Linked DNA regions of Mus musculus: all the other regions are linked to region 3. Evidence: chromatin contacts called from public ChIA-PET and Hi-C data. All regions are on one chromosome and are shown on one strand. The core of a region is the stretch at or near the end of the contact, and the rest is flanking DNA. Distances in the headings are between cores, read along the strand shown. Region 1 overlaps Inpp5f (inositol polyphosphate-5-phosphatase F). Region 2 overlaps Mcmbp (minichromosome maintenance complex binding protein). Region 3 overlaps Rgs10 (regulator of G-protein signalling 10).

Evidence for each region. A called contact is a pair of places that touch in the nucleus more often than the background predicts. ChIA-PET counts read pairs in DNA pulled down with a chosen protein or histone mark.
Region 1: an RNA polymerase II ChIA-PET map of memory CD8 T cells shows a contact between it and region 3, with 76 read pairs. The contact joins two enhancer-like sites. A contact is called at or near these places in 4 of 484 Hi-C or Micro-C datasets (bone marrow-derived macrophages and embryonic stem cells), 17 of 115 datasets of contacts at active chromatin or transcription factors (the HPC-7 cell line, T-cell acute lymphoblastic leukemia, bone marrow-derived macrophages and 13 more) and 3 of 9 other capture datasets (adipose tissue, embryonic stem cells and liver).
Region 2: a contact with region 3 is called in a Hi-C map of bone marrow-derived macrophages, with 13 read pairs. The contact joins two enhancer-like sites. A contact is called at or near these places in 2 of 39 promoter capture datasets (cranial neural crest and embryonic stem cells), 1 of 15 datasets of contacts at CTCF or cohesin (embryonic stem cells), 1 of 484 Hi-C or Micro-C datasets (bone marrow-derived macrophages), 6 of 115 datasets of contacts at active chromatin or transcription factors (the 230-238 cell line, double positive thymocytes, effector CD8 T cells and 3 more) and 3 of 9 other capture datasets (adipose tissue, liver and pancreatic islet).

Annotation. Positions count from the first base shown.
Region 1 is chr7:128,669,010-128,673,957 of GRCm38.p6, reverse strand. Inpp5f (inositol polyphosphate-5-phosphatase F) reads right to left here. Exons shown (of 20, transcript NM_178641.5): 9 at 3,960-4,027. Among named protein-coding and RNA genes, the nearest start is that of Inpp5f, 60 kb to the right of the region's middle. Within about 2 kb of position 1,322, at least 186 of the 459 cell types and tissues checked have an H3K27ac peak or open chromatin away from gene starts, as enhancers often do. A contact at or near this core is called in the HPC-7 cell line, bone marrow-derived macrophages, fetal liver and 1 more, where this site is marked.
Region 2 is chr7:128,726,743-128,731,759 of GRCm38.p6, reverse strand. The region is part of intron 1 of Mcmbp (minichromosome maintenance complex binding protein); the gene reads left to right. Among named protein-coding and RNA genes, the nearest start is that of Mcmbp, 11 kb to the left of the region's middle. Within about 2 kb of position 2,874, at least 55 of the 459 cell types and tissues checked have an H3K27ac peak or open chromatin away from gene starts, as enhancers often do. A contact at or near this core is called in adipose tissue and bone marrow-derived macrophages, where this site is marked.
Region 3 is chr7:128,389,452-128,394,154 of GRCm38.p6, reverse strand. The region is part of intron 3 of Rgs10 (regulator of G-protein signalling 10); the gene reads left to right. Among named protein-coding and RNA genes, the nearest start is that of Gm39092, 25 kb to the right of the region's middle. Within about 2 kb of position 2,039, at least 166 of the 459 cell types and tissues checked have an H3K27ac peak or open chromatin away from gene starts, as enhancers often do. A contact at or near this core is called in the HPC-7 cell line, adipose tissue, bone marrow-derived macrophages and 2 more, where this site is marked.

The sequences.
Region 1 (4,948 bases), core at 73-2,572, 280 kb before region 3:
AGACCCCAGTGAGCAAGATGCTACAGTCCCTACTAACAGTAAATTGCAAATGTCAGGATATAAAAGAGGTTTTAACCTACTGACGGGTAAATTTAAATAACTGAACAGAGTCAGCATTGGTGAACATGAAAAACAACAGCGGGGTCCCATTGCTACTGAGAATAGAAGCTGTGTGATCCCTTAAAAACGGTTTCTAATTTCCTGCTGCTTGTGTTGGGTGGGCAGGGCAAGTCTGAGGATTTTCAGTGCTTCTGGTGCAGTATCTCTGAATGCTAAATATCAACTTTAAGTGTATATGCTGTTTAATTCAACAAGTTTGCCTTCACAAATTCATTCTGCAAAAACAAGTTCCCTAATTCTTAGACTTTTAAAATTGTCTTTACTCTCGGTGGGGGGCACATGTATAAGCATGTGCAGGGGGCAGAGTTAGAGAACTTTATGGCGTCTGCTCTCACGCCCCGCCCCCTTACGTGGGTGCCAGGGATGAAAATGTACACATGGGTGATAAGGCTTGCCCATCAAGTGCTTGACCTGATGGGCCATCTTGCCAGCTCTTCACTTTGGATTATTTTGTTTTTGAGGCAGGGTCACACTATGTAGCCCTGGCTGTCCTGGAACTTGGTATGTAAGCCAGGTCAGCCTCAAACTCACTTTGTGCTGGACTAAAGGTGTGCACCATTATAACCAATTTGTTTTTTCAAACTGAGTTCTTATATAGCCCAGGCCTTGAATTTACTGGATAGCCTAGGCTGGACTAATCCCCTTTACAACCTCTATAGTCTCCTCCTGAGTGCTGGGATTATAGATACACACCATCATTCCCAATTTAGAACTTTTCCTTTTTTCTGCCAGCCTTTGCCTCCGGAGGTGTTGGGATTAAAGGCATGTGCCACCACTGCCTAACCTAAGAATTCTGGGGAAAAGACTAACAGCCAGAGACTTCACTGCAGAACAGTATGTGCACTGCCAGCTCTTTGTGACTTCAGCCCATGGTGAATGTGCGGGTGTCAGGTGACCTTGCTACAAACAATAGATTGCTAACTCAAATCTCAAGGCAAGCCTGGAAGCCGCAAGGCTGAGTGCAGTGACTTCAGTAAACCACTGAGGACTCGGGTTCTTTCTGCCTTTCCCTCTGCCATTCCCTCATTGCTTCCCCAGCAGCACACTGGATAAACGCCCGACTGCTTCATTCACCATCTTGAGACAGATGCAAAAGTCCCTAACATCAAATCCTGACAAAGCAGCCTCAGGGGCACTGTGGGTTCCGGTATATCTTTTATTAGAGCAGGAAGCTTTTCCCACATCAGACCTTCTGTCAAACAGCTCCAGCCTAAACCAATTATGAGCTAGCGCAATGCAGCCACACGGATGAGTCACCCTGACCGTGGGCCCCTCATCGCAGAAAGCAATTACCCAGGAGAAGGACACAGATAACACAGATAAATGAACACTGCCAGGCTCCTGCTGGAGGCCAGGAGGTGTCTGCTCAGCGCCCGCCTCTAGATATTGACGTGCGTCAACGGGGAGCAGGGACAAGTGTGGGAAGAGGTTATTTCCTGGCGTGCACACCTCAGTATTGCTCCTTTTAACAATTTGTGTTGCATTTAAATATGGCTTATTCTTTCTAATGCTACTTACAATTAGGAATATCAATAATGCATGAATCAACACGAATCAACACATTATTAAGGAACTCAATGCAGAATAAGACCAAATCATTCCTGACCACATCCAGTCCTTCATGCCGCCCTCAGCAGCCGCTGGCTCTGATGCTGCAGTGAGGCTCTTGCATAAGCACCCGTGACTGAGCACACTTGGAGTCCTGTTTGCCGATTTAAGTGCTAATTGCTCTGCATCCTTTCCCAGACTTGACGCTTCTCAGCGGTTCCCCTCAGCTCCCCAGTGTGTGAGTCATGGCTTTAATTTGCATTTCCCTGATGATTAATGAGATGACGCACCTTCTCTGATGGATTTGACTTTATAAAATATCCTTGTACATAAAATCCTGTTACATTATTCTGTCCAGTTTTTTTTGTATTGTACATCCTTTTTAATGGGTTTAGAAGACATTTAAATGTGCTGCGAGATAACAGACCAAATCTTAACTATTAAAGATTTATTTTATGTGTGTTTTGCCTACATGTACCTGTGTGTACCATGTGTGTGCCTGCTGCCCTCAGAGCTCAAAAGGAGGTGTCAGATTCCCCGGAAGTGGACTTACTCATGGTTGTGAGCCACCATATGTATTCTAGGGTTGGAACCTGGGTCCTCTACAAGAGCTCTTAACTCTCCAGCCTCCCCTAATCTCTGAATTACCTTTCATTCTCTTCATAATGCCTTTTTAAAAAGTATTTATTTTATGCATGCGTTTCAATTGTGCATAACCAGAAATAACAAATAGTAAAAAATCGTAAAGTAAAAATCAAGTTAGTCCCTTTCCATTATGGTTAGCGTTGTTGTTTTGTACATGTATGTATCTTTGTGTGGTGAATACACAGCATAGCACATGTGCAGAGGTCAGAGGTCAACCTTAGATGTAGGCCTTTGTCTTCCATCCTGTTTGGGGCAGTGTCTGTATTGGTTACAGCAAGCTGGCCTACAGAGCTCTAGGATTCTCCTTTCTCCACGTCCAAGCTCTCCTTAAGAGCCCTGAGATTACACATTCAGGGCCTCGAACTCACAGAGATCCTCCTGCCCCTGGCTCAGAGTGCTGGGACTGAAGACACATGTCATGTCACCTCTTCTCTTCTCTTCTCTTCTCTTCTCTTCTCTTCTCTTCTCTTCTCTTCTCTTCTCTTCTCTTCTCTTCTCTTCTCTTCTCTTTGTGTGAGTGGGTGCTGGGACCAAACCCAGATCCTCTGCAGAGCCGTACATACTCTTAATCGCTGAGACATCCCTCCAGCCCAAAAATAACTATTTCCTGGTTGGGCATTATTCTTTATCAAGTGACTAATAAAATGTGATAGACAATCATACATTTGAAACAAAGAAAGATAAGGAAACTGCTTTTATAAATCCTGCTCATGACTCAGTTTGAAACACTATGCTGTCTTCTGAAATCTTTAATGTTTAACCTTTTACATTCAGATCAAGAGTCTTTCTCAGAATTATACACACACACACACGCGTGTGTGTGTGTGTGTGTGTGTGTGTGTGTGTGTGTAGTGGGTATCAAAAAGAAAAGTATAGTTAAGTATTATCATGTTTTATTTTAATTGATAATTACATTCAAAGTGCCTTACCAACTTGTGTTATTGCTAGCAATATATGAGTTTCCATTTTTAAAAGCAAATACCTGCTTTTATCTATTATAAAACTATCTAAATTTTGAATATGATTATTAAATAATGATTGTTTTTCTTTCCTACTTTTTTTTCTTCCTGTTGCCTATGAGTCTCTGGCTGAAGCTACATGAACTAGACACTAGTCTGGGAAGAACGGAAGACATGCAGCACTGAGTCTGTCCATTCCTGAAGCAGGAACTCAGCATCTTTCTCCTCTCCTTTACTTTAAGACAGGGTCTCACCATATTGCCTGGCTAGCTGGACTGGAACTCTCTATGTAGACCAGGCTGGCCAGGAAAAAAATGACTCCCATGTCATTATACAGTCAGATTGGTCATTCCTAAGAGACAAGAACATTACTTTCATATATTACTCTCATATCAAAATTATTGGCCTTGTTTTCCACCAAGAGGGTTTCAGTCCACTCTGCCTTATTTAACTGTACTCCACGTGTGAGCACACAAGGTCCTGAGAGGCCTATCCTAGTCTGTGACAACTGCCAGCATCTACTTCATTTTCTCCAAACAGCTAAAGCAGCTGATTCGAGAGTATTCTTAGCTTACTCATGTTTAATCTTCACGCTAAAAGTGGCTGTTTAATTATGAACAGTACATGGTTTTTATTCATGGAATTCCACATGTAAGGAAATTGTTCTTACTACATACTAAAGCCCACCTGTTTTTTGTAAATTTTCAGTTGTTCTTCAAAATGGGCACAGAAACAGTCAACCGTTTCCTTCTCACCTGCAAAGAAGCAATACAAAATCCATTTCTCCTTCCAGTGCTGAGACAGACGCGTGCCTACGCTATCATCTTTTTTTTTTTTTAAGATTTATTTATTTCATATATGTGAGTACATTGTAGCTGTCTTCACACACACCAGAAGAGGGCATCAGATCCCATTACAGATGGTTGTGAGCCACCATGTGGTTGCTGGGAATTGAACTGAGTCCTCTGAAAGAGCAGTCAGTGTTCTTAATCACTGAGCCACCTCTCCAGCCCCACCTACCCCATCTTTATTCTTACTTTCTTATTTATTTTTCAAGACAGGGTTTCTCTGTATTGCACTGGCTGCCCCAGGGCTCACCCTGTAGACCAGAGATCCGCTGGCCTCTGCCTCCTGAGTGCTAGATCAAGGGCATGCACTACTACTGCAGGGCCCATTCTTACTTTTTAATAATTCATTAACAGTTTAAATGTAAGATTGTCTAACCATCATTTTAAATTAAGATTTCTTTTTTCCAACTAGAATGAGCTAAAATATATCTGAAAGTACCAACTATGAAATTATAAATGCACACACAGGCACACACACATGCATACATGCGCATACACCCACACATACCCTACCTTTCAGTAAAGGTTTTATGTGAATTATAATAAAAAAATTAAAATGATGGTTTGATACTAAAGTTAAAATAGTCTAAGAAAATAACTCTTAAATGTTTAAAAAAAAAAAACCCTATCTCTCACTGATTTCCTGTGCACTAGTGTCTAGTTAATACACTCTCTGCTTCTACAGACACTGGCTACAGTCATTCTTTCCCAGGGTTAAATGTTCTAGAAGATAAACTTCAAAGCAAGCAGTTCAGACTCTGTGAAGTGAGGCGCTTTATCAGCCTGCTGAGAAACTGCAACATCCAGGAAAGGACCGGGTCCTGAGGC
Region 2 (5,017 bases), core at 1,625-4,124, 340 kb before region 3:
CAGCAGTGAATGGAAATTGCTGTGTTAACAACGCCTACTGCCAAGGCAGAGAGAGCACTCTGTGCTGATTTGCATCCCAGGGTTGCCTTTTTGGCTTCTTAGGTTTGGTTTGGTTTTCCTTGTTGGTTTTCCTGGGGTTGGGGGGTTACACAGGGTGTCTGTGTAGCACTGGCTGCTCTGGAACTCAGAGTTCCTGCCTCCATCTCCTAGTGATAACAATTGAAGGTGTAAGCCATCACCAAATGGCCAGAATTTGTTTTCTTTAAAGATCAGTTTGAACACTTTCTCATCTACATATAGTGTGGTTAGTATTCTGTCTGTATTTTCATCCCTCTGTAATGGTGTGTGTGTGTGTGTGTTTTGTCTGTCTGTGTTTCCTTTTTTTCACAGTTTCCTTCATGTAACAGAAAAGTAGTTAAGTCTAGCTTATTATTTTCTTTTGTGGAATGTGTCTCTGGTATTTTATTTAAACAGTTTTAGCCAAACATCTAGGTTTACTTCTGTGTGATACTCTGTTAGTTTTATAATGTTGCTTTTGTTTGTTTAGTTCTGTGATCTATTTTAAGTTAATTTTGTGATTTGAGGTAATTTTTGCAGTGTTACTCATTTGTTCTGATATTGTTTCTTACAGTTCTTTCTCCATTGTTTATTGAACATTGCTATATTGCTTTTGTTCCTTTGAAAGTTCAGGTGGCTACATCAATGTTGATAAGCTTATAGGCTATTTATTTTGTTCCATCAATCTGTTCTTTTGGCAATACTATGCTTGAGGTTTTTTGTTTGTTTGTTTTGTTTTTTTTTCCGAGACAGGATTTCTCTGTGTATCCCTGGCTGTCCTGGAACTCACTTGTAGACCAGGCTGGCCTCAAACTCAGAAATCCGCCTGCCTCTGCCTCTCAAGTGCTGGGATTAAAGCCACCACGCCTGGCTTGTTTTTGTTTTTTGAGACTTGAGTATCATGTAGTACAAACTGGCCTTGAACTTATAACAGCCAAGGGTGGCCTTGAATTTGATTGTCCTCCCTGTGCCTAGTGCTATGATTACAGGTGTGTACCACCAGTCCTTGTTTTATGAAGCACTGGGAATCAAACCCAGGACTTCATGAATGCTAAGCAAGTAGCCCTCCACCAGAGCCATGTCCCCAACACCTATGATTTTGCTTGCAGTTTTTTTCCCTCTTGAATGGCTTCCTAGAAATTGTGTCTTATTTTTATTCTCTTTCCCTCCCCCTCTCCCTCCCCCTCCCCATCTCATCTCCCCTTACCCCCAGCCCTTTCTAGTCTTATGTAGCCCAGGCTGGCTTTGAACTCCTATTTTCTCCTGCCTCTATCTCCTAGGTACTAGGATTATGAATGTAAACTACCCCACCCAGGGATTTGTCTATTTTAATATTAGTCATTTGTGTTGGTGTTTTCGTTTTCCATTCCTTGATGTTTGCCCTTAGTTTTTTGCTTTTCTATCTGCATATGTTGATTAGTAGATTATTCTGTGTCTGTTTTTTCTTGGTATTTGATAGACACGTTCAAAGTTATTTTTTCTCTAAACCCCACTTTAGTATTCCACAAACACTAATTTACACAGATTAGTCTGTAATCCATCAGGGAAAATTTGGAACTATCCTCAAATTCCTAAAGTGTTGGTTTATTTGGGGAAAGAGGTTTGTAGTAAGGGACTTGTGGTTTCAGGACTTTCTGTTTTTCTCTTCCTACACATTGCTTATGGGCAGTGAGCATAATGATAAATCGGATTTTCATTGAGTTTTCCTAAATACTAAAACAGACATTTTGGGAATCTGTCATACTCTTTAAGAAGGGTCTGTTTCACTGCTAAGAAAGGAAGAATTTCCTCTTCCCCAATCTGTAAAAGTCAGCTTTTTCGTCCTGGCCCTAGGCTTCAAGAATAATGACTCTGAGACTCAAATATATTTATTTTTATAAGCTTTGGCTATTCCCCAATTCAATCATAACTTAGTATCTCATTTATTCTGATCTTAAATTCTGCCACATGGCTGGTTACCTCTGCTCAGCTCCCGTGCTTCTGACCTCCTTCATGTTCCTGGGCCAATCCTCCTGCCCCTGGCTCTCTCCCAGAATCCTCTCTGTCCATCTTCTATTTCCTGCCTCAGTTACAGGTCAATCAGCTTTAACTGACAGGTGTTGAATCCATTCAGTACACAAGAGATGTTCTCTACACCAATCCCAGATGCTCAGCCTTAAAAATAATACCTATAAGCAACAGTAAATGGACTCAATAGGTTGTACTTATGTACCTATTGACACACACATACATACACACATACACATACAAACAATGATAGTTAAAGAATAAAAAGTCATAAATTTGAAAGAGAGTTTACTGAGAGGGATAACAGGACGTGGGTGATGGATGGAGAGAATGATGTAATATTGTGTGTGTTGTTTGCTTGCTTGTTTTTTGAGATAGGGTTTCTTGGCTGGAATTTACTCTGTAGACCAGGCTACCCTCCAACCTGTAGATCCACCTGCCTCTGCCTCCCGAGTCCTGGGATTAAAGGTGTGCATCACTATTACCTGGACAGCCCCAAGTTTTAAAATAGTTTTGAAAGCTGTTCCGAGAAGAAAGGAAGATACACATGGCTTTGCAGTAGGTCTTTTCATAAGAAGGCATGACATGCATGCACCAGCTGCAGAGCTTCAGACTGCCCGCACAAACGGCGAGCTGGAGTGGGCCACGTGTGCAGCCATAGCTGCAGGGCTTGCTGCTTCCATTAGTTGGAGAATTAGTAGAGCTCTTAAAGCTCTGAGTGCCAGCTACGCAGGCTCATTTAGTATGTTCACCTCCCCGCCCCAGAACACGCACTGTCCAAGCACATGAGGAACCTGGGCCAAGATAAATCATTCTGAGTTATGAGCGAGTATCAGCAGACTTCAGAGAAGGGAAGTCATTGTGTGTGTTCTGTCTGTAATAAGAGAGGACCGGAAATCCGAAAGATGACAAAAATTCAGACTTGTAGAACACTTATAAACACAGTAGATCAAAAAGAAGTCCATATAAAACTTAAAATTGTTCCCAGCTACACAAAAAATGGAAATGGAAGAACATCCTCTAGCCAGGCAGTGGTGGTGCACACCTTTAATCCTAGCACTTGAGAGGCAGAGGCAGGCGGATTTCTGAGTTCGAGGCCAGCCTGGTCTACAGAGTGAGTTCCAGGACAGCCAGGGCTACACAGAGAAACCCTGTCTTGAAAAAATAAAAAAACAAGAACATCCTCTAAGTACAACCAGAGACTGTGCTGTGTATGTATGGAAAGAAGGCTTCGAGCATTGTGTCCATTTATGAAATCAGAAATGCGAACTGAAACCCAAGGCACATGGAGAAAAGGAAAGCAAATAATGAAGGAAGAACAGAAATTAAGAATTGAAAACAAGAAAATAGCAAATCAAAAGCCGGGCGTGGTGGCTCATGCCTTTAATCCCAGCACTTGGGAGGCAGAGGCAGGCAGAGGCAGGCAGATTTCTGAGTTCGAGGCCAGCCTGGTCTACAGAGTGAGTGCCAGGGCAGCCCGGGCTACACAGAGAAACCCTGTCTCAAAAAAAACAAAACAAAAAAATAAATAAATAAATAAAAATAAAATCTAAAAATAAAGAAAATAGCAAATCAGTGAAATACTTGAGACAATCTTATGTACTACAGACTGCCTTAAAGCTCACTAGTATGTGAAGGTGTCTTAAACTTTCTAACAACTTTCTATTTATTACACTGCAGGAAGTTGCTACGCTTTGCAGGCAGTGTGCATGTGGTGGTCAGAGCAGCTTTTGGGGCTGGGCTCTTTTCCTCCTCAAGGGACTGAACTCAGTGATCCTTTGGGAGCATGCATCTCTGCTCAGTGGCCATGAGCGCAAACATTCCAATCCTCCTGCCTCCATCTCCTGGGTGTAGGCATGAGCCACTGCACCTGGTTTATGCAGATAGATACCACCAACTGAGCTACGCGTGCAGCCCCACCCCCCCCACCCCCCCACCCCCCCCCACCCCACCCCCCGCTTTGCTTTTTCTTTGAGTGTGATTAGAGATTTGTGTGTATGTGGAGGGGGTGTAATTGGGGATTGAACTACTGAACTAAATCCCTAATCTTTTATTTCCTTCTTATTAGCAAAACTGATAAACCTCTAAGCTAGACTAGCAAAGAAAAAAGAAGACAAATTACCATACCAGGAGTAAGGAGGTAATGCCGCTGTGGACTAGCTGTATAGATAGAACAGAAGGCTTGGGTGCATATAGTCCAGCACTAACTTATACCACACAGTGCCTTGAAACAATATAGATTCATTACTTTACAGCTCTAGAGGCCAGAAGTCTGACATGTATCACTGGCTTTGTAAAAATCAAGTTGCCAGCAGGATTTGCATCGCCATCTGGAGGTTCTAAGAACAAATCTAATTCCTTGTCTTTTCTGAGCTTTAAAGAGTCTGGTGGTCACACTGGGAAACAGTTCAGTTGGGAAACTACATTGGCTTGCAAGCACGTTGACCTGAGTTCAGTCCCCAGAATTTACATATAAAAGCTCAGCAGGAAGTGCAGGGCCTTACTCCCAGCACTAGGGAGGTAGAAATAGGCAAATCCCTGTAGTTGGTTGGCTAGCCAGCCTGCCTACTTAGCAAGTGCCATGTCAGGGAGGATCCTTTCCAAAAAATCAGTGGGCAATTCCTAACAACATCCTAGGTTGTTCTTTGTCCATTGTGCACGAGCACGCATGCAGACCGCGTGCGCACGCGTGCGCAAAAACACATGCCCCTGCTCCAATAACCAAAAAATTCAACTACTTTCCTATCATTCAGACTTGGTTTGTCATTGGTTCTTAGTGTGTGGTCTGGGCTACTCTGGAACTCAGGTGCCTCCTACCTTACCTTGACACATTTTCTTCTCAGTCTTCCTTCCACAGTGAACCCTCTTTGATAATTTCCTTGTTTTAAGGTTACTAGTTTTTGGCTTAGTTATGGGAAGTAAGCCCCGCCAGGGCATTCCTTGCACCATAATC
Region 3 (4,703 bases), core at 790-3,289:
CAGGCTTGTCCCTCCTGCTACTACTCCAATTACTCTCCTTTTTCCTGGCCTAGTTCTGGAAGGTATCTTGTATCATTTAAAACTTTTAAAGTTACATTTATTTCAGTGCAGTGTGGAGGTCAGAGGATAGCTTGTGGAAGTCAGCTCTCACCATCTACCACGTGGGTCCTGGGGGTAGGTGGGGTCAAACGCAGGTCACCAGGCTTGGTAACAAGTGCTTTTATCTGCTGCGCTCTCTTACCCACGCCCTTCTATTTATTTGATGTCCCTGCTCCATCCTCTTTATGAAACAAATATGCATGCAGTTCATATACAGTCATGTCCTATTTTTCTGTGTTTTCTCTTGGGTCCACCTCTGGTGGAGGAGTGGGATAGAGAGGATAGAGAGGATGATAGGGAGGATAGAGAGGATGATGGAGAGGATAGAGAGGATGATAGAGAGGATAGAGAGGATGATAGAGAGGATAGAGAGGATAGAGAGGATGATAGAGAGGATAGAGGTGCTGATGGGAGATGTGTTCCAGAGTCAGGCATGCCGCAAATAGGGTGTGGGCCATATGCAGAGATGCTGCAGGGACTTGAAGCTCCACCTTCCTAGAGGAAAGACTAGAGGAGCCCTGGACAGGTGACCTTCCCTTCTTTTGATGTCTCTGGGACTCCCTACCTGTGTTGCCAATGGTCAGTTGACTCATGAGCCAGTAGCTTAGGAGACTGTTAGGCTGCGTGGTAGTTATATGAGAGTAGTTACAGCATCCGGGGCAGGACTCAAATTTAGGGAATGTCTAGGACACAGGCCGTGCTGAAGGCGAACGGCAGAATCTGAGGCTCTCCTGGTGAGGGAGCAGGGTGAAGGAAGAAGGCAGGTGTTACCCAGGACTGGAGCCAGAGACCCCTGGAGGGGCTTAGTAACCAGAAGCCGCCAGGAGCCCCCAGGCAACATGGCCTAGCCTGTGGGATTCAGCTGAGAGGTGGAGAGCAGAGCGGGTGGGAGGAGCTCCCGTCTACTCTTGAGCTGTGTCTGTAGAAATTGGGAGTGAGGAGGCTGATTGCCACGAGGAAGTGAAGTGAAAGCTTTTATGGTGGCTGAGCATCAGCGTGGGCCCTAAGTGTGTGTGTGTGTGTGTGTGTCTGAGAGAGAGAGAGAGAGAGAGAGAGAGAGAGAGACCACACTGCACCTTCCTGAGCACTGGACAACTGATGACTTTGCTGTTCTGAGCAGACCGGTGTCTGGGGCTCTGAGCAAAGTGAATTCACTTCTCTTAAACCTGCGCTGGTTGGGAGCAGGGTTTCAGGCTGACTTCCTACCCAGTGTGGGTGCAAACCAGGCTTCATAGCACCTGCAGGAAGGGCCCTGACCTGTGCCTGGAAGGAGCCGAGACCGGATACATCTATCTGTCTGTCTCAGGGAAGGGAGGGCTGTGGTGGAGGCAGTGGCTAGGTGCATATGCCAGCACTTTCACACACTCAGAACTGACTCCACCAAGGGAGCTAGTCTGTTCTTATTCTTACAGCGGCGGCGGCGGCTAGAACAGGGTTAACAAAACTCTGGAAAATTCTACCAGAATAGCTCAAGCGAGCAGTTCTTCTTTTCTGTTCAAGTCTCGGCCTGGACACCAGGCCTTCCCGTGACTGGCCTGTGGTCAGCTGTCTCAGGGTTTCCCTTTTCGGTCACACTTCCTATCCTAGCGCAGATAAGCCTGCTCACTCATTCTCCTGTACCCACTGGGTCAGCCCAGGGGCGCACCCTGTCCTCAGTGGCTGGGGAAGGACAGCTGATTCGAGAGGGCTGGTTGATAGTGCCCCCTCCCCCCACACCTGCTTCCTCTCCCTTGGGCCACCTGCCCCCACATATGGAGCCTCAAGCTGCTCACTTCTGTGTCTCATTTTCAGAACTCCCCCAAGAGAGCCTGAGTTCATGGGAGCCATGTGTGTGCATGCGTGCATGGCAGAACAGCTGTGTGGATGTCTTAGGAGGGGAGACCTGCAGACTGTTGCACGCAGTTCGCTCATCTGGCCAACTGAAATTCTACTTTCATGAAGTAACTTTAAAACAGGAAGTGGGTTTCCAAAAATGTTCCCTTCTGACAGAATGGGGATGGTGGAAGACACTCATGGCTCTGTGGAACTGGTGGGTCTTTGAGAGACATGAAGTTCCAAACTGCTCTTCCGGGGCAGGCCTCATGATGGTCCCCAGACCTTCCCCAGGAATAGTCGTATTTATCTCAAGAGGCTCCCATGTCTTTGAGTTTGACATAAACGAATTGCTCCTGCAGGCAGGAAGAACAGACACAAGGCTTTGAGCGCTGTCCCCGCTTTGGGCACTGTTCCTATATCAGCAGAGACAGAGTCAGGCCTCAGCCTCATAGGGTCTTTAGCTTTCTGGTCTCTGGCTTGAAACGAGCGCTTTTCTTCTCTTTAAGCACGGCTAATTGAAAACGTCCAGGGATTTCCCTAAGAGCAGAAGTTTTCAGAGCCGGGTGTTCTCCCAGTGAAGTTCTGCAAGTGTCCTCTTAGGCTGAGAGCCTCTCTGGGAGAAAAAAAGTGTTATCTTAGGGTCTCCTGACCTCCCCCACCTCCTCCACACACTTCAGCTGTGTGAAAGGCATCTCTTCATTGCCTTGCTCTGTGGGGTTGGAGGGGGGTCTGAGGCTTGAGGTTCACACAGGAGCTATCTCTGCTGCCACAGATGGCCCCATTCTCTTCAAGAAGAGGGAGGGAAGTTCTGGTGGAGAGTGCTGAGACTGCAGCCCTGCCCACCACAACTCTGAAGACTTTAAATAAAGCTGGCTTCTGCCATCAGGGAAGGTCATAGCCCTGTCACGGTTCTTAATTGCTCCTACCATCAGGCCATGTCACGGCCCTGCCACAGCTCTCAGTGTAATGAGACTGCAGGTGAGTGAACATCTTGTCAGCCCTTGTCTCCAAGATTCCCAGTGGGGCTGCGCTGGGGACTTTTGGCATACAGTGAGTGTTTTTCTCTGCATCACTTACACTTACTGTGTGAAAACTTCTTCCACTGGAAGACAGATAAGCCATCTATCCTAGAGAGCTCAGGGTGCCTTGTGGGACCAGAGTAGGGCTGAAGTTTGGAGTCAGACAGTCTTGGTGTCACCTGTTCTGGCCCTGGTCCTCATCAGGAAACCAGCATTAACAGGGGAGAAAGACCAAGAGGTTAAGGGAAGGGAAGCAGGCTTAGCATGTCCATGGCACAGCAGGCGCTGGTGGCAATGCATGTACATATGGGTAGTTTCATGAGACTTTATTTGACCTGGTGAAACACACATAATTAAAAACCTTTGGAGTGTCTCCATGGCACCGAATGTATTCACAATGCTGTGCAGGCACGACCACTTACCGGATCCCAAATCTTCTCAACACTCCAAAGAGAACCCCCATCCATGCCTCTGCCCCAGGCATTTCCAGGAATTCCTAGTCAAGGAATTGAAATAAAGGTGCACAAAGACTGGAAAGTAGCAAGGTAACGGTGCTGGAGAGATGGCTCAGTGGTTAGGAGCACTGACTGCTCTTCCAGAGGTCCTGGGTTCAATTCTCAACATGGTGGCTCACAACCGTCTGTAGTGGGGATCCGATGCCCTCTTCTGGTGTGTCTGAAGACAGTGACAGTGTACATCAATCAATCAATCAATCAATCAATCAATCAATCTTTAAAAAAAAAAGGAGAAGCAGGGAAAGTATTCAAAAACCTAGCCACCCTAGTATAGCTCAAAAGAAAGACACTGTCAAGAGGAACAACAGAGGCCAGGCATGGTGGCACAAGAATTTAATCCCAGCACTCAGGAAGCAGAGGAAGGTGGATCTCTGTGAGTGTGAGGCCAGCCTGGTCTCCATAGCGAGTTCCAGGACAGCCAGAGCTACAGAGTGAGACCCTATCTTAAAAACATACAATGACTGACAGCGGGCCACACGAGTATGGGTACACGCAGGGGCCCCAGCTTACTGCCTGAGACTACTTTGATGGGGTTCTGAGGAAGGAGGGGGTGTTTACTAAGGGCCATGCCATGGGTGACTCTCTATTTTAACTGACACGTCTAAGATAGAAATTTTACTGTGCATATGTCCCTTCTCACAATGCATCTGCTTTGAATCACCTGCACACTCAGTGGTACACAGGTGTAAGATGGTAAATAGAGAGATGCTCTCTAAAAATTCACTTAGAGGACACAGTTTGTCTTATTGCCCAACCACCCAAAACTAGTTCAGGTCAGGTTGGCCCCCTACCAGTGTACCTCGTTCTGACTGGAGTATGAGTGGACAGAAACAAGAGCAAGCTTGGTGGCTGTTAAGGGAAGGAGACATTTAGTCCACTGTTGGCAGTCTGTGTAGCTGGACACTGGCGGGGATCCTAGGTCTCTAGGTGCAGTGTTAGGAGAGGATGCATGTGCACACAGCACCTGCAGGTGAAAGTCCTAGATTGCCAGTGCATTGTTGGAAGAAGGCTGTGTGCACATCCCAAGCTGTGTGAAGTCCCAGGCTGCTCAGCTGCCCCTGTGCTTGCCCAGCTCAGCTGCCCCTGTGTTTGCCCTCTTCCTCCCTATCCCCAGTTCTCCCCCGCCCCCCCCCCCCCCCCCAGTCTCGAGCAACCACTAATCTTTCTGTTCCAGGGCACCTGCACATTCCTGTGAACAGCATGATACCGTATGCAGCCTCATGTAGCTTAACAGTCCCGAGGCTCATTTAAGTTT